Linked DNA regions of Mus musculus: region 2 is linked to region 1. The links are chromatin contacts, called in public Hi-C maps. All regions are on one chromosome and are shown on one strand. Each heading gives the region's core, a stretch centred on a gene start, on an enhancer-like site or on the middle of the called end of the contact. The rest is flanking DNA. Distances are from core to core; before and after follow the strand shown. Region 1 holds the start of Ccdc71l (coiled-coil domain containing 71 like). Region 2 has its middle 84 kb from the start of Gm40375.

Region 1 (7,180 bases), core at 2,242-4,741:
GAGGAGAAGTCATACTTTTTCAACCTATGAATTTTTGTTGTTTTTGTTTTTCCCACTTTCCCAGGCTGGCCCTTCTCTGGTCCCACAGCTAGAGTGAGATTTTGTTGAGGGTTCTTGTGTTTGAGATGTGGGCATTTCTGAATTGTTCGTCTCTGGCACCCAGTTTCAGATATATGTGGAACAGAAACCCAGAGAGCCACACCCTTTTATGGGGGGGCAGCCTGCTCTTTCCACATTTGTCTTTTTGTGTTCATTCAATGTGTGATGCCTAGAGTTTTTATTTGGAGTGTTCAGGAACAATCAGGAAAATACATGATTTCCATCTTCATAGAAGGGGGAGTTTTATCATCTTGGATTATATGGTCTGAATGTATTATACATTACACAGTTTTGGAACACATGGGTGCTTTCAGATCACTTTGTAGAGGAATCTACATTACTTTAAAACGAACATAGTGAAAGTTGTTTTCTTTTTCTTGATAGATCATGCTATAGTCAGCACCATTTAAATTAAAAATTAAATACACATTTAGAATGCTAGAAATAACTTTGTTAGAGACCCAGACTTCAGTCCAGTCACTTTCTGGATTGTTCTGTGGCCTTGGCCAGACCTCTTGGTGTCTCAATATACCCAGATGAATGCAGATTGTTCAATTTGTTAGGTAATCTCTTAAATTTCTTCATAGAACTCTCCTCTCGACTCCTGCCACCACCAGATTTCTAGATTTTCTATAATACAGTGCTTGAAATGTTGGATAATCCAAATAAAATCTTCAAAATTAAATAAGACAAATAAAGGTAGCTATAATTGATTAAATGTTTAACTGTGTTTCAGATACTATAGCATATTTAATATGAATATTACCTAATAAGAAATCTATTGAAGTGTTACATCTCATTTTATAGATGAGAAAATGTATGCTGAAAGGTAAAAAGCAGCATCTAAGAATTCTTAATTGTAAAGATATATTTGGTGCTAAGTCTATTTTATTGCAGAGCTAATGTATATATGTACACCGTATATATACATATATGCATATATACATATATACACATGTAATGTACACACATATATTTTGTAATATATTATACATACACATGTGTATACATTATATACATACATAGATATAATGAACACACACACACACACATACACATATATGAGTTTACATATGTATTTTTTATTATTTTGGCCACCATTCAAGATGCAATTTTAAAGAAGAGAGATATTAAACCGAAGATATTAAAGGTAGAAAGTATTTTTTGTCAAAGTCTCTAGTGACTTTATTTGGCTCAGATTAATTCGTAATGTAGATGCATGGTACATATTTATGTGGCAAGATCCAAAGAGTTTATAGTTAACATGGAAGGGTGAGCATGGCAACATGTGAACTTAGACTGTGTTCTAATTTATTCTTTTCTCTCATGATGAAGCCCTCCCTCCATAGTCTTCTAGCTTACGGTGAGATTGCCTGGGTCCATCTACACAGAAATTGATATTCTATTGTATTCTGACAGAAATTATTCAAATTTCACATTATGTGTTCTCAGAATTACCAAGAGAACTAGCTATGAATACAGTGGTTGCAACGTAATTCCTTCATGAGGAGACAGGAAGCTAGTGATTGTCTATGTAATCTTGTTCTGAGAGGAAGTATGCTTTTCTAGGAAAACGATTTTCTCTTTATAAGGCTGCCATCATTTTGGTACATGGAAAACTGATTCATGGTCACCGTTTTTATTTTTGCCATCAGCCTACTGTGTAGAGTGTGCACTTTAGTATAGGAAAGCAAGTTTCTCTCTTTTATTCTTTTTTTTTTTTTAGCTTTTATTAAAACTAAATAAAATGTTATATGGTTCAAACAAAATATTATCCGTGTCCAGTACAGGACAGATTAAAATTTCCTAGTTGTGGGTGAGAAGTACGATCAGGGGTATACAGCTATGTCTTTTGGTCATGCCACTGAACATGCATAAAGCATTTCTATTTAGTTAGCACAACACAGTGTGGAAGAACCAGCAGTGAAATATAAAGATCTCTAGATTAGGGACATAAAGCTCTATAGCAGCAACCCTGCTGTTAGCAAGCTGTCTTAATAAACTCCTGTGGGTCTAAACTGCCCTCATCTGTGCGACAAGAAGACTGAACCAGGTGTGTCTCAGCTCAAATATTTAAAGGAACTATTTTAACTGTATGCAGATCACAAAAATTTGGCATTGCATTCATTGTGTGCTGCAAAATAAGATACTTACTGAAGAAAATTCTAGCACCAGGACATAGATTTAAAAAAAAAAAACCTTATTTTACAGAAATCTTAGGGGCTGGAGGGTATAGATCACTAGTAGGGTGCAGTCTTCATATGTGTGAAGCTCTGGGTTCTATCCCCAGCAAGGGGAATAATGAAGTTTAAAGGACTTCAAAGAAAATTGCAATATAAATGCAAAATATATAATTACCTTGTTCTAAGCAATTTCAGTGCTGCACTCCATTTCAAACAGGCAGTGCTATTTCATACATCCATTTGGTATGCATTCAACGCCTATTATGTGAATAGGCAGCGAGTTGAGAGTGAATAGAGGAATTGACAAAAAGGATGTCTACTACTGTCTTCCCAAATACAAAAGGTGATTCATTCTTAAGGATGTATTCTTCTCAAAGAATCTTATTGATTACGTGGAATACTACATCAAGGATAGAGATGGTGCTGCGAATGGCAATTTAATACCAACTGAAATGTGGAATAGCACTCTGATTTAAAAAAAATGTTTTCTTTCAGCAGAACAGCTTTGCTGCCATTGCTGTTTGTCCAACTTGAGCAGACTTTTTAGTTCATACAGTATTAACTCTTTTCTTTCCCAGTGACCTGTACCTCCTAAATGTGCCAAGATGGTTCCATTGCCCAGAAGGAAGCTGTCATCAATGCCTGAACTTTTAGTTTTCTTAAAAGATGGGGTCAAGAGAGGCAAAGCATATGAAGATGCCAAAGCAGGATTTGAGACTTTAGAAGGGATTCATGAAATGCCCATCCCTTCTAGTTTATACCCAACTCTCTCAGCTGTTATACTATCAAGTCTTGGGGTTCTCTCTCATTATTCAGACTGGTAGACTTCCCCAGCTCAACCCACAGCTGAACACAATCACCCACGACACCCCCAAACATGGCACTCACACCCACCCACTTCCTTCTCTTGACAGGGCAACCCTCATGGATCCACCCAATGGTTGACTGGCCTTCCAGGGCCTCACCATCACCCACCACAGCCACCATGTTCCACGAACTGGCCTCTCCCCCATCAGTCCCCGCCCCTCACTCGGAGAGCACCCAATGGGAGGAGCTGAGGCCGTGGGAGGCGGGGACTAAGGCGGGCCCATTTAAAGAAAGGCTGAGGGCGAAAGGAGGCAAGAGAAGAGAAGAAAGAGAAGCCAGGGGAGGGGGCGGGCGCCGTCCAATGACAAAGCCCCGGGGTGGGCGCCCGCCGCTGCCGCCATCTTTAGCCCGGCCACAGGACAACCAGCGCGTCCTCCGCCCCGAGGGGGAGGGGCGGCGAGGCGAGAAAAGTAGCGAGCGGCGCCGGGCGGAAGGCGCCAGCACAGGCTAGCAGCGCCGGGCGGAAGGCGCCAGCACAGGCGAGCGCCGCCGAGCCGGGCGCGGACAGGGACGGCGGGCGGTCCCGAGCGGCCTCTGATGCGACGCGGCGTGAAGAGGCGGCGGCGCCGGCCCCGGGCTGCCTGGGGCGGCGGCTACGGAGCGGAAGGAGGGGCCGGGCTGGAGGCGCTGGAGGAGAAGGTGGTGTACTCGCGGTCGCAACTGTCGCTGGCCGGAAGCACGGAGGCGCTGGGCGACGCCTTCAAGCTCTTCATGCCCAGCAGCACGGAGTTCATGAGCTCGGAAGCGGAGCTCTGGAGCTTCCTCTGCAGCCTCAAGCACCAGTTCTCCCCGCACATCCTGCGCAGCAAGGACGTCTACGGCTACTCCTCGTGCCGGGCACTGGTGCCCGACCCCCCGGCGCCCGACAGCCGCCCCGCGCGCCGGCCGCGCCCGCGCGCAACGCCCAGGAGGAGGCGCCGTGGAGCTCGGGCTGCCGCGGACACCCGTAGGCCGCGCCCCGCCGCTGCGGCCGCGGAGCCCGGGCCTCCCGCATCCAGCTTCGGGGGCCGCACCCTGGAGGAGATCTGGAGGGCGGCCACCCCGACGCTGACCAGCTTCCCGACCATCCGCGTCGGCGACGACGTGTGGGGCGAGCGCAGCCTGGCGGTGGCGCGGCGCAGGGCGAGCCAAGTGCTGCGAGTGGACCTGGACCCGGTGGTGAGGCTGCGCCGCTTCCCGGTGCACCGGCTGTGATGCGCGCTGCGGCGCCTCCTGCCGGCCGCCGCCCGGGGAAGCTTCCGCGCGCTGGAACGGACTTATGTCAATGTCAGTCGAATGTTTACAGAACCGGCCCCCTTTGGTGCACTTTATGCGCGAACTAGGCCCCTGGATGCGGTGCGGCGCCGCGGTCCAGGATCGGGACAGGTGCGGCCCCCACGCCCGCGGCCAGACGGGACGGCCGGACCCGCGACAGAAGTCCCTTTGCTTCCCAACCCGGATGGAGACGTCTCCAGAACCTGGAGGGACACGTGCGTTTTCTCCCTCTCGGACTCTACCTCACCGGTCTGGAAGACCTCCGAAGACTTACAAATTTTTTTCTCCAAAGGAATTTTGTTTTCGTGCTTGTGTAATACAGCCAGAATTTTACTTGCTCCTGATTCCCCTTCTGTTTTCTTTTTGACTGTCAGCCCCACTTTCTGGACAGAAGATCGACTATGTTTCCTGGTGAAGTGCTGGTGTACGCTCAGGGTATTCTGAAGGCCACTCGTTTTCTAATTTTTACTGGATTCCAAAGCTTTGATCAAGGTCGTCTTTTAAGAGTTTCAAGCTTATGACTGTTAATGTAAGGATTTGTATGGCTTTGAATTTCATGAGCTCAGTGATTAACAAGAGATGCAAAGTACAACTTTAAAATAAAAGGTTAAGGTGTTTATATATAAAGTTTTATATTGAAAGTTTATATTTACTGAGCTCCTAAGTAAAATGGTAGAATATTCTTTAAAAGTTTTGTTTAAGAAAAAGTTGACTTACTCTATTCATTTAAATTGAATAAAATTGAAGTGTTTTGAACCACATGGCTTGTGATAAAAATTGAATAAATTTTGAAGAAGATGTTGGCTACAAGAATGACTGGAATCCAGTTGGAGGTGTTTGACCTCGCTTCCTGGTGTAACATAATATTCAGGATTGTTAATGGGAAGAGAATTAAGATGGAAGTTGCTTAGGAGAGATCAATACGTGTGGACATTGTGAATAAACAGATAAACAGAATACCCTTTAGAATTCCCAGAATTGTGAATGATCTATAGGGAGGGGCAGGGGCATTTCTTGGTACCATATAACTGGTCAACGTTATTTGGCAGAAAAGTAGATCTTAATTCTTTGTTGTTGAATAACAAGAAATGCCTAAGCTAATACTCATTGTATTTCTGAAAACCATGACAATTGGTTGACAGTTTGTCCTATGAGTTTTCTTTTTCTCTTCTTCCCATTCATCATTGTGTTTGCAATCTTTGATAGCTGAAGGCCACAGGAATCAAAACATGGAGCCACACAGTACTGACCCTTCTTGTACTTGTCCACTTTTATAATAGCGTGTATACCATATGGCCCAGAGTGGAGTTCTTGATTATCCAAGTGCCTTTGGTCATTGGTGGCGGCAAGACTTGGTGGGTTTTTAGCCAGTGGTGCCACAGCCAGCTTTTTCTGCAATACCTAAAGGGTCAAATAGTGTTTTTTCTACCACTGTTATTTCAGATTTAAGTGTTCTGCCATGGGACATTCCTACAGGGCTGGAACTTATTAAGCACTCAGCACTAAGGTTTATCTCTGCTTGGCAGTTTCTGAGAATAATGACAGTTGCAGTTTTGACTCTTGTGTTTCTAGAATTCAACGGCATAGCTTTCTGAATTAAGTATTTTAAGTTTTTAATAGTTCATGAAAAGAGCTGTGAGTTTAATTTTAGTGTTTTTGTTTTGTAAAAAACCACACACACACACACACACATATATATATATATATACATATATGACTTTATGCCAGTTTCCCACAAGCCTCGGTCTTTTATTCACCACTCATTGATAATACATTGTTACAAATACTGTTACTTGAGTACATGAAAGGTGGGTCACCATGAGAGGGAGAGTGTTAGAGCTGTGTCATGGGAAGCTAAGACAGTTTGGTTATTAGCTTCCATTGCCAAATGTATTTCAGAGACATGGGATTTTCTTCCCAGAAAATATATTGTTAACTTTTATAGCTAACTAGCACCTGATGAAAATGCATTTGTACCACTTCACGTGTATATAGTTTTATAACAAGAAATAAATTCAATGGCCATATTAGAATGTAATTTCAACATGGGATTTATCTAGATACTTCCCAGAAGATTCTGAAATTAGACATGGCTGAGGGTAAAATTTACCTCGGGGCCACAATGGACAGGTAACCAGTTACACCATGCATTTATTTTTACTGAGATTTTTGACATTTGTTTCTCTCATGCCTTGGTACTTTAGTGCAGTTGATGGTATGCATAAATGCTTCTTTGGCTTATCGTTCCAACTGACTAAAGTTTGGATTTGGTTTCCAATGCGGAGTTTGATACGGCTCAAAAATATAACCTTTATTTTGCCAAGTTTTTCTGCAGCAAAACCCATGTTGCAGCTTTGAACATATGAAGACACATCTAATGTAGCTGATGAGTCTATTATAAGAAAGTGGAATTTTTCCTGGGTACCTTTGGACAGGATGTGGAAAGAAACTTGACACTGTGGCCTTTACGATGAAGCATCTGGATTTTGTACTAGAAGGAAACTCTAGCTTCATTTGTGGGTAGTTTTAAAGACGTCCCATTTGTTATTTTGCCCTCTGTCATCTCTCATGGCACAAGTAGAGAGATCATCTGGGAGGGGATGCACCACCTCGCTGAGCTTTTGTTTAGTTCTTGACTTTTGAGTTCCTATTTGTGGTGACTGGCACCTCAAGGTAACCTTATTAGACTCCTGATGTCATTTTCATTCTCCTCCCTGTCACCCAGCAACTTACTTTTACTTTGCTAAGCCAATGACCTGGCGATAGCTGAGGGCAAG
Region 2 (7,180 bases), core at 2,056-4,555, 100 kb after region 1:
AGAAAATGTTCCAACTGGTAAGAAGGACACATGCTCTACTATGTTCATAGCAGCCTTATCTATAATAGCCAGAAGCTGGAAAGAACCCAGATGTCTCTCAACAGATGAATGGATACAGAAAATGTGGTACATTTACCCAATGAAGTACTATTCAGCTATTTAAAAAAAACAATGAATTTATGAAATTCTTGAGCAATTGGATGCATCTGGAGGATAACATCCTTAGTGAGGTAACCCAATCACAAAAGAAGTCACTTCATATGCACTCACTAATAAGTGGATATTAGTCCAGAAATTTAGAATACCCAAGATACAATTTGCAAAACATAAGAAAATCAAGAAGGAAGACCAACATGTGGATACTTCATTCCTCCTTAGAACAGGGAACAAAATACCCATGGAAGGAGTTGCAGAGAAAAAGTTTGGAAGTAAGACAAAAGGATGGACCATCCAGAGACTACCCCACTTGTGGATCCATCCCATAATCAGCCACCAAACCCAGACACTACTGCATATGCCAGCAAGATTTTGCTTAAGGGACCCTGATATAGCTGCCTCTTGTTAGGCTATGCCAGTGCCTGGCAAATACAGAAGTGGATATGCACAGTTATCTATAGGATGGAAACACAGGTCCCCCAATGAAGAAGCTAGAGAAAGCACCCAAGGGGCTGAAGGGGTCTCCAACCCTATAGGTGGAACAATAATATAAACTAACCAGTACCCCCAGAGCTCATATCTCTAGCTGCATATGTAGCAAAAGATGGCCTAATCGGCCATCAGTGGTAAAAGAGGCCCCTTCGTATTGCAAACTTTATATGCCCCAGTACAGGGGAATGCCAGGTCCAAGAATTGGGAGTGGGTGGCTAGGGGAGCAGGGCAGAGGGAGGGTATAGGGAATTTCGGGATTGCATTAGAAATGTAAATAAAGAAAATATCTAATAAAGAGTGTGAACTTATTTCTATTGTGTGTACGTGTGTGAGTGTGTGTGCATGTGCACATGTGGGTGTATGCTTGTGTGCAAGATTTATGTGCACATATGTGTGAGTATTTATGAGGTTAGATCAGATAGGGATGAGAATAGACTAAGGAAAGAAGAAGTGCAAAGACAGGGTCTACGAGTCCTAGGGCAAGCATGGGAGTCAACAGTGGAAACTGGAGTAAGTCAGGGGGAGGAGAGAAAGCTCCCAGAAAGGCACCAATCCCCAAGGTCAAGCGAAGAACATGCTTTACAAAGAGGGAGCACATGCCAAATGCCTGTGCTCGGTCAGATGTGACTAGGTCCAAAAAATGACTGTTGGATTATGCAGTTGGAAGCTCATACACTCATGGCAGAATCAGGCTTATTAGCACTGTGGAGAAACCCAATGACAGTGTAGTCAGCAGAGGTTTGCAGAAGAGACCTGTAGACTGTGGGTAGGACAGTGCTCTCAAGGAAATTGGTCATGAAATTGAGAAAATAAGATAGACACATGGGGATGGAGGTAGAACTGAGACCAAGGCAGGACTTTTTTTTTTTTTAATGAGAGACAACACTTTTGTGGGGTAATAAGGATGGTGATTTGGGACAGAATTGCTTGCAGTAAAGTTGCTGAAAAGGCAAGATTGTCTCCTGTCCAGGGAAGAGCTGAGACATAAGAGGTCTGTCCCCACTAATGATGGACAAAGCAATGTCCATGGGAATGGCTGTAGCTGGGGTACAAGCTGGGGCAATAGGAAGCAATGTTACAAGTTCTTTTCCCTGTAGTTTAGGTTTCTCAATGAAATCATAAGGCAGATGACCAGATTAGAAACAGGATAGGGCTGGGAACAGTAAGAGGTCTGCAAAGGAAGAGTGCCAGGTGTCTCTCCATCCCAGCAGGTACAGACACAGCTGAGAGGAGGGTTATAATGATGCATGCCTTTCCCCGTGCTTTTACTTTTGCCCAGGTGCATCCTCTCAGAATGTCCTGCTTTTATTATTCACTTATTCTTCAACGTCAAGCTGAACTGATGCTTAAGCCTATCAGCATTGGTTAATTACTCCCTCCATGGAGTGATTAAATACTTTGTGTTTCTGTCTGTTATCATAGTAACCACGTTGCAACAATTTGCTTCCCCTTTCCCCGACTGGTCTTTCCTTTGTCTGTCAATTTGACATTTTTCATTTTCAGCATGGTGGGAGGCGCCTGCTTGGCCTACATTGGCTGCCCACTGTATCAATCCCATGAATGAACTGTATGAATCCCATGGAGAGAGCCTAAAGAGTTGGATGATAGAAGAATTGGAATCTACAGAAAATGTGGTGACATCGAGGACCACATTGGCTGCTCTACCAGTTGAGGCAACCTTTGCCTGAGGGTGGGTACTTTAGTGTGGAGTGAAATATACCCTGAGTCTGAAGTGATTTTTAAAAAGTGCTTACTACTGTGGACTTCTTCTTGAAGATAAAAAAGAATACACCCATCTGGAAGCATTTCATGATTGAGAATATACTACATAGTACAAGATATTGCTTTTATAAATCTCTGTTATTAGATGATAACAATGTGAGGAAATTGTACATCTGCAGGAGCACGGACAGTGTAACAAAGGCTGAGTGAGGATGGGTTAAAGATAAAAAGACTACAGCTAGCTTTTTCTCTTTTGGCTTCGTTACTCTTAGAAGTTTCAGTGGAAGATTTTTATCATGAGTTCTTTCCTGTTCCAAGGCCTCTTATTGTTTCTGAGCCAAGAGTTATGATGCGACCTACTTTTTAAGCCATGTGATGTTGTAGATTTAAAGAATTGGCAATTCTGCAGGAGGTAAGGGATGATGAGCTGCTGACCTGACTACAGAAGCCAGGGATCGTTGCTGATGTCATCACGCTTGCGTTGTTAATTGTATGTATCAAGGAGATCAACGTGATGTAACATTCCAATATTCAGGAGACTTCTAACACAGTGGAGACATCAACAATTCTGTGACAACAAAGAGTTAGACCTTGATGTTGGCAGGAAGTTGCTTTTTAAAAATAGTTTTGCTAATTCTTGGTGTTAACTGCTCATATCTATCTCAGTTATCTTTTAACTTTTAAGTTTTTTTTTTTTAAAGACAAGACCATACTGTCTTCTCTCCAACTACTCATTCCCTGGATACCACTCATCATTTTGGAGTTAGATAGACTCTGTTACCTACTCTTCCTCAACTACTGGAAACTTCAACTGCCTGGTGCAGCTTAGTTTCCAAGTTAACTAGCTTTGGGTTCCCACAGTTTTAACCTCCAGGTTCCTTTGAGCGATCTTCTTCTGTGACTGCACTCAACATCACACCCTATTCTCTCAAAGGAACTCAGGCAGCTCAGTGTCTCTCTTACTCCTCAGTTTCTCTCATACCTAGTGGTGGTCCCTAGCACCACCACCCAGGTCTCTTCTGGATCACTACTCTCTTCCCCAACAGCTCCCACTCTCACCTTTCATCATTGATTTGAGTTTCTCTCATACTTTTTCCCTTGTGGCTCCCTTCACCTTTGCCATTCTAGTCTAGACCTCACGATACATCACTCTTTGTCATGTGATGAATCTACTTATAGACCTTAACCCCACCGTCAGCCTTCTCCTTAGTACTTCTGGGTTCATTAAGCTAAGGAGTAAATAACCATTGCATTACAGACCACTTAAGACCACTTAAGATTCTTAAATATCCCAGCTTATCTACTGTCTCCCTCTCACAATACCTCCTTCATATCTCTACTACTTTGCCACTTAAAAAATATACTTTACCAGTTTCCTCAACCCATTTTTGCCTGAGAAATGACTTACATTAGATATAGAACTTAAATGATAGATAAGTTTAAATTCTCACCCAGTCACTAAATGCCACATCCTTCAATTCCCTCCAACTCTTTCACCCTATTTAAGAGAGAGGTCTTCCTTCTCCCACTGAAGACATGCATTCAACCATCATTGTGGCTTAGTACATGCCAATAAGCATTGTGCTACATACTAGGTGTATGAAAGATAGAAAAGAAATTAAAACACAGTAGGTGAAATGTACCTATGAATGAATTATAAAAATTGTAGCTATGGGAATATGAATAGAGTATCAAATGCTGTGGCACTAAATGCTGCCTGATTCAACCTGCACTGAGAGGAGGAAGTGAAGTGCCATATCATGAGGGCCATTCTGACTGGAATATTGCTTGACCCAATATTTAAACAAAGATTAACCGTTAACTAGGGAAGGTTGGGGTTGAAGGAAGGAAACAGGAAAGTCAAAAATTGGAAAGAGAAAGAAAAGGAAGAGGGGGTGGGTAGAATAAGAATATGAAGTTTGATGCATCCCACAAATAACTTCACATTAAACAGTCTCCTCAGTGGTTTATTTATTTATGTATTTAGTCTTCTCATTTTTTAAAAATTTCATTTAGTATATAACATCATTATCTATTTGGTTGCTAGAAGTTCTGATTATTCCCTCTTGTTTCCTTGCCAACTCCTTCACTTGTAATTGCCTAATGTTGATTCTACTGTATCAGCATTTCCTAGGCATCTCTTCTTTCTCTATCTCTGCCCAGGGTTGGTCCAATAGGCTCACAATTGACCCCACCCTTGCACTTTTTCTATAACAATCATTCTAACCTGTACAACTGATCCCATCCCTGCCCAGCCCCAAACTGGCTGTTCCAGCAGGGCAATAAAGACTTTCCTCATACAACCCCTACCCCTCCTGTTATAGTTCTCACTCCCTGGCCATCATGGTATCTCTGGACTCTAGCACATTTTATCAGTACTTTATCATAACTTTTTATTTCAAGTCTCTGAATCTCTCCCCTCATAGGAACAAGAACATTCATGTCACTTTTTTTTTTTTAAGGCAATCTCACTACATTATTCTGACTGGCCTGAAACTCTCCATATAGACCAGGCTGTCCTCAGTTTCCCAGAGATCCAGTGCCTCTGCCTACCATGTGCTGGGATTCAAGTCATGGTCTAGTGTGTCTGGTTCTTATGCCACATTTTAATATACATATTTTTTAATGATAAACAGTTTAATAAAATCATTCGACATGCAGAGTATGTAAGTGCTTATAGTAAAAAAGCATATAAATTCTATGATAAAAATTAGTAAATAATTTAAAGTAGGGTGCATCTTACTACTGATACAACAGCAATAGTAGCTTTATAAATGTTTTACATGTTAAGATTTCTACTTTTTTTTTTTTGAGGCAGGTTCTTACCAAGTTGCCCAGGTTTCCCTCCACCTCAGTTTTCCAAGTAGCTGGGACAACTGGCAGAAGCCGCCGTGCCCAGCCTAGAATTTTTAAATTTATTTATTTTATTTATTTATTTTAACGAGCCTTGTATGCCATAAGAATGATCAAATGTACAGTATATAGTGGTTTATTACTATTGTAAACATTACAACTGCCCACAAATGACATTCTATTACAAACCCTTACTTTATTTTCAGTGATCATATCCCTTATTTCTACATAATATCAAACTAGCTAGCATGTTTTCAAAAGAGCTCTGCTGGATTTGGTGGTGCTTACCTTAATCTTACCATGCAATAAGTGGAGGAATGAAGATGTGAAGTTCAAGGTCGTCCATGGCTAAATAGTTCCTGGACAGACTAGGCTACATGAAAACCTGTCTCAAACCACAAACAAAGAAAGAACCTTCTAGCTGGTTCTTAGATGTACCTCTTCTATATATCTATATTATAAACATACATATGGATCTCATAAACAGACCTGCCTCTTAGGTGCTAAACACTGTTCCCAGGGCTACTTTCGAGTCTGATGACTTTCTAACACCATGATTTGCATCTCAAAGTAATATCATTCAGTAGAAATAATGGGATTTCTGGAAATACAACTCTATGCTAGGGTTTCTTTCCTACCATTGTACAATAACAGCATCAGAGATGATCCTGGAGTTGGGAGTATGGCTTGGTGCACTTGCAAGAAGCACTTGCCCAGCATGTTCAAAGTACTGATACTCCTCTGAACTGAAAAAGAAAGATAGTTACTTCTGCACCTTGAGTGACACTCACTTTAATGGAAATGACCCTTCTACTCCCCTTAGAGCATATGTGATGGGATCCTGGCTGAAGCTACATAGTGTTCAGTGTCACAAAGACATGTAGTAAACCATGGGATCCCAGAAATAAATTGCAATTTTTCAGGAATAGACAAATGAGGTATCTAGGTAAAATATAAGGTTCTCAGTTAAATGTGAATTTCAGAGAATAAGACATGTATATACATAGATATGATGAATGATCGATTAGTTTTGTTGTCACTGTGATGAAATAGCTGAGAAAAGGGAGGGTTCCTTTGGCTTATAGTTCTACCACACATCCATTTTTGAAGGGAAGGGATCAAGAGAGCAGGAGCTTAAAGCAGCTGGTCACATCGAACCCACAGCTTAGGGTGCTCTATCCCTAAGGGTAGATTATCCCATCTCAATTAACCCAATCAAGATGGAAAGCCATCTTCCAGGTAATTATAGATAATATGAAGTATATAACTGATATTAACCATCACATGAATGAGTATGTGTAACTGTATGTTTGTGTGTTAGTACTGGTGCTTGAACCCAGGGCCATGAATATTTGAGGGAAACACTATGTTCTTGAACTCCCTGCAAAGAATTAAATATAGTTTTTAAATGTAAGTGTACCTCATTCAATATTAAGGAGATATTTCTACTAGTTTAGCACATTCATGGCCTTGAGTTCTATCTGTAACACTCAAATATTAGGGTGGTAAGGAGCAAAGCGGGAACCAGGATTCATGATAAAGCTGCCACAGGCCACAGAGGATCCTTGGCCATGCATTCTGAAAAATAGAGGGTCCATGCTGAAATCATGAAGATTGTATTTGTCTGCTGGAACATGGACAGAAGATAAAATAGTAAGGACTAAAGGCTGAAGGTAGAGTTCAGGGTATATGCACTTAGCATGTGTGAGGCCCTGGGTTCAGTCCCAAAGAGATGAAGCAGTGGGAAAAGGAGGAGGAGGAGGAAGAGGAAGAAGAGAAGGAGGAAGAAAAAGAAGAAGAAAGGAGAAAGAAAGAAGAAAAGAAGAAAGACTCAGACTATGTTCGTAGTGTCATAACTTCCTGTTGTGGATAGTCCTGGGGCTAATTGTAATTGATGTTAATTCTGTTTTCCCATGAGGGGTTTCCAAGAAGGAATGAGTCAGCACTCAGATGATTT

The links. Hi-C and Micro-C count contacts between places; a contact is called where the count stands out from the background.
Region 2: a contact with region 1 is called in a Hi-C map of group 2 innate lymphoid cells, with 1.9 times the contacts expected there. The contact joins the enhancer-like site here to the promoter of Ccdc71l in region 1. A contact is called at or near these places in 1 of 39 promoter capture datasets (the 3T3-L1 cell line), 1 of 15 datasets of contacts at CTCF or cohesin (CD8 T cells), 7 of 484 Hi-C or Micro-C datasets (the HPC-5 cell line, the HPC-7 cell line, double positive thymocytes and 3 more), 4 of 115 datasets of contacts at active chromatin or transcription factors (CD8 T cells, bone marrow-derived macrophages and heart atrium) and 2 of 9 other capture datasets (adipose tissue and macrophages).

What each region holds. Positions count from the first base shown.
Region 1 is chr12:32,375,298-32,382,477 of GRCm38.p6, forward strand. Ccdc71l (coiled-coil domain containing 71 like) reads left to right here and starts at 3,492. Exons shown (of 1, transcript NM_001162903.1): 1 at 3,492-7,180. The coding sequence starts at 3,687. The coding sequence ends at 4,343.
Region 2 is chr12:32,478,401-32,485,580 of GRCm38.p6, forward strand. It overlaps the pseudogene Gm17820. Among named protein-coding and RNA genes, the nearest start is that of Gm40375, 84 kb to the left of the region's middle. Within about 2 kb of position 3,306, at least 19 of the 459 cell types and tissues checked have an H3K27ac peak or open chromatin away from gene starts, as enhancers often do. A contact at or near this core is called in double positive thymocytes, group 2 innate lymphoid cells and megakaryocyte progenitors, where this site is marked.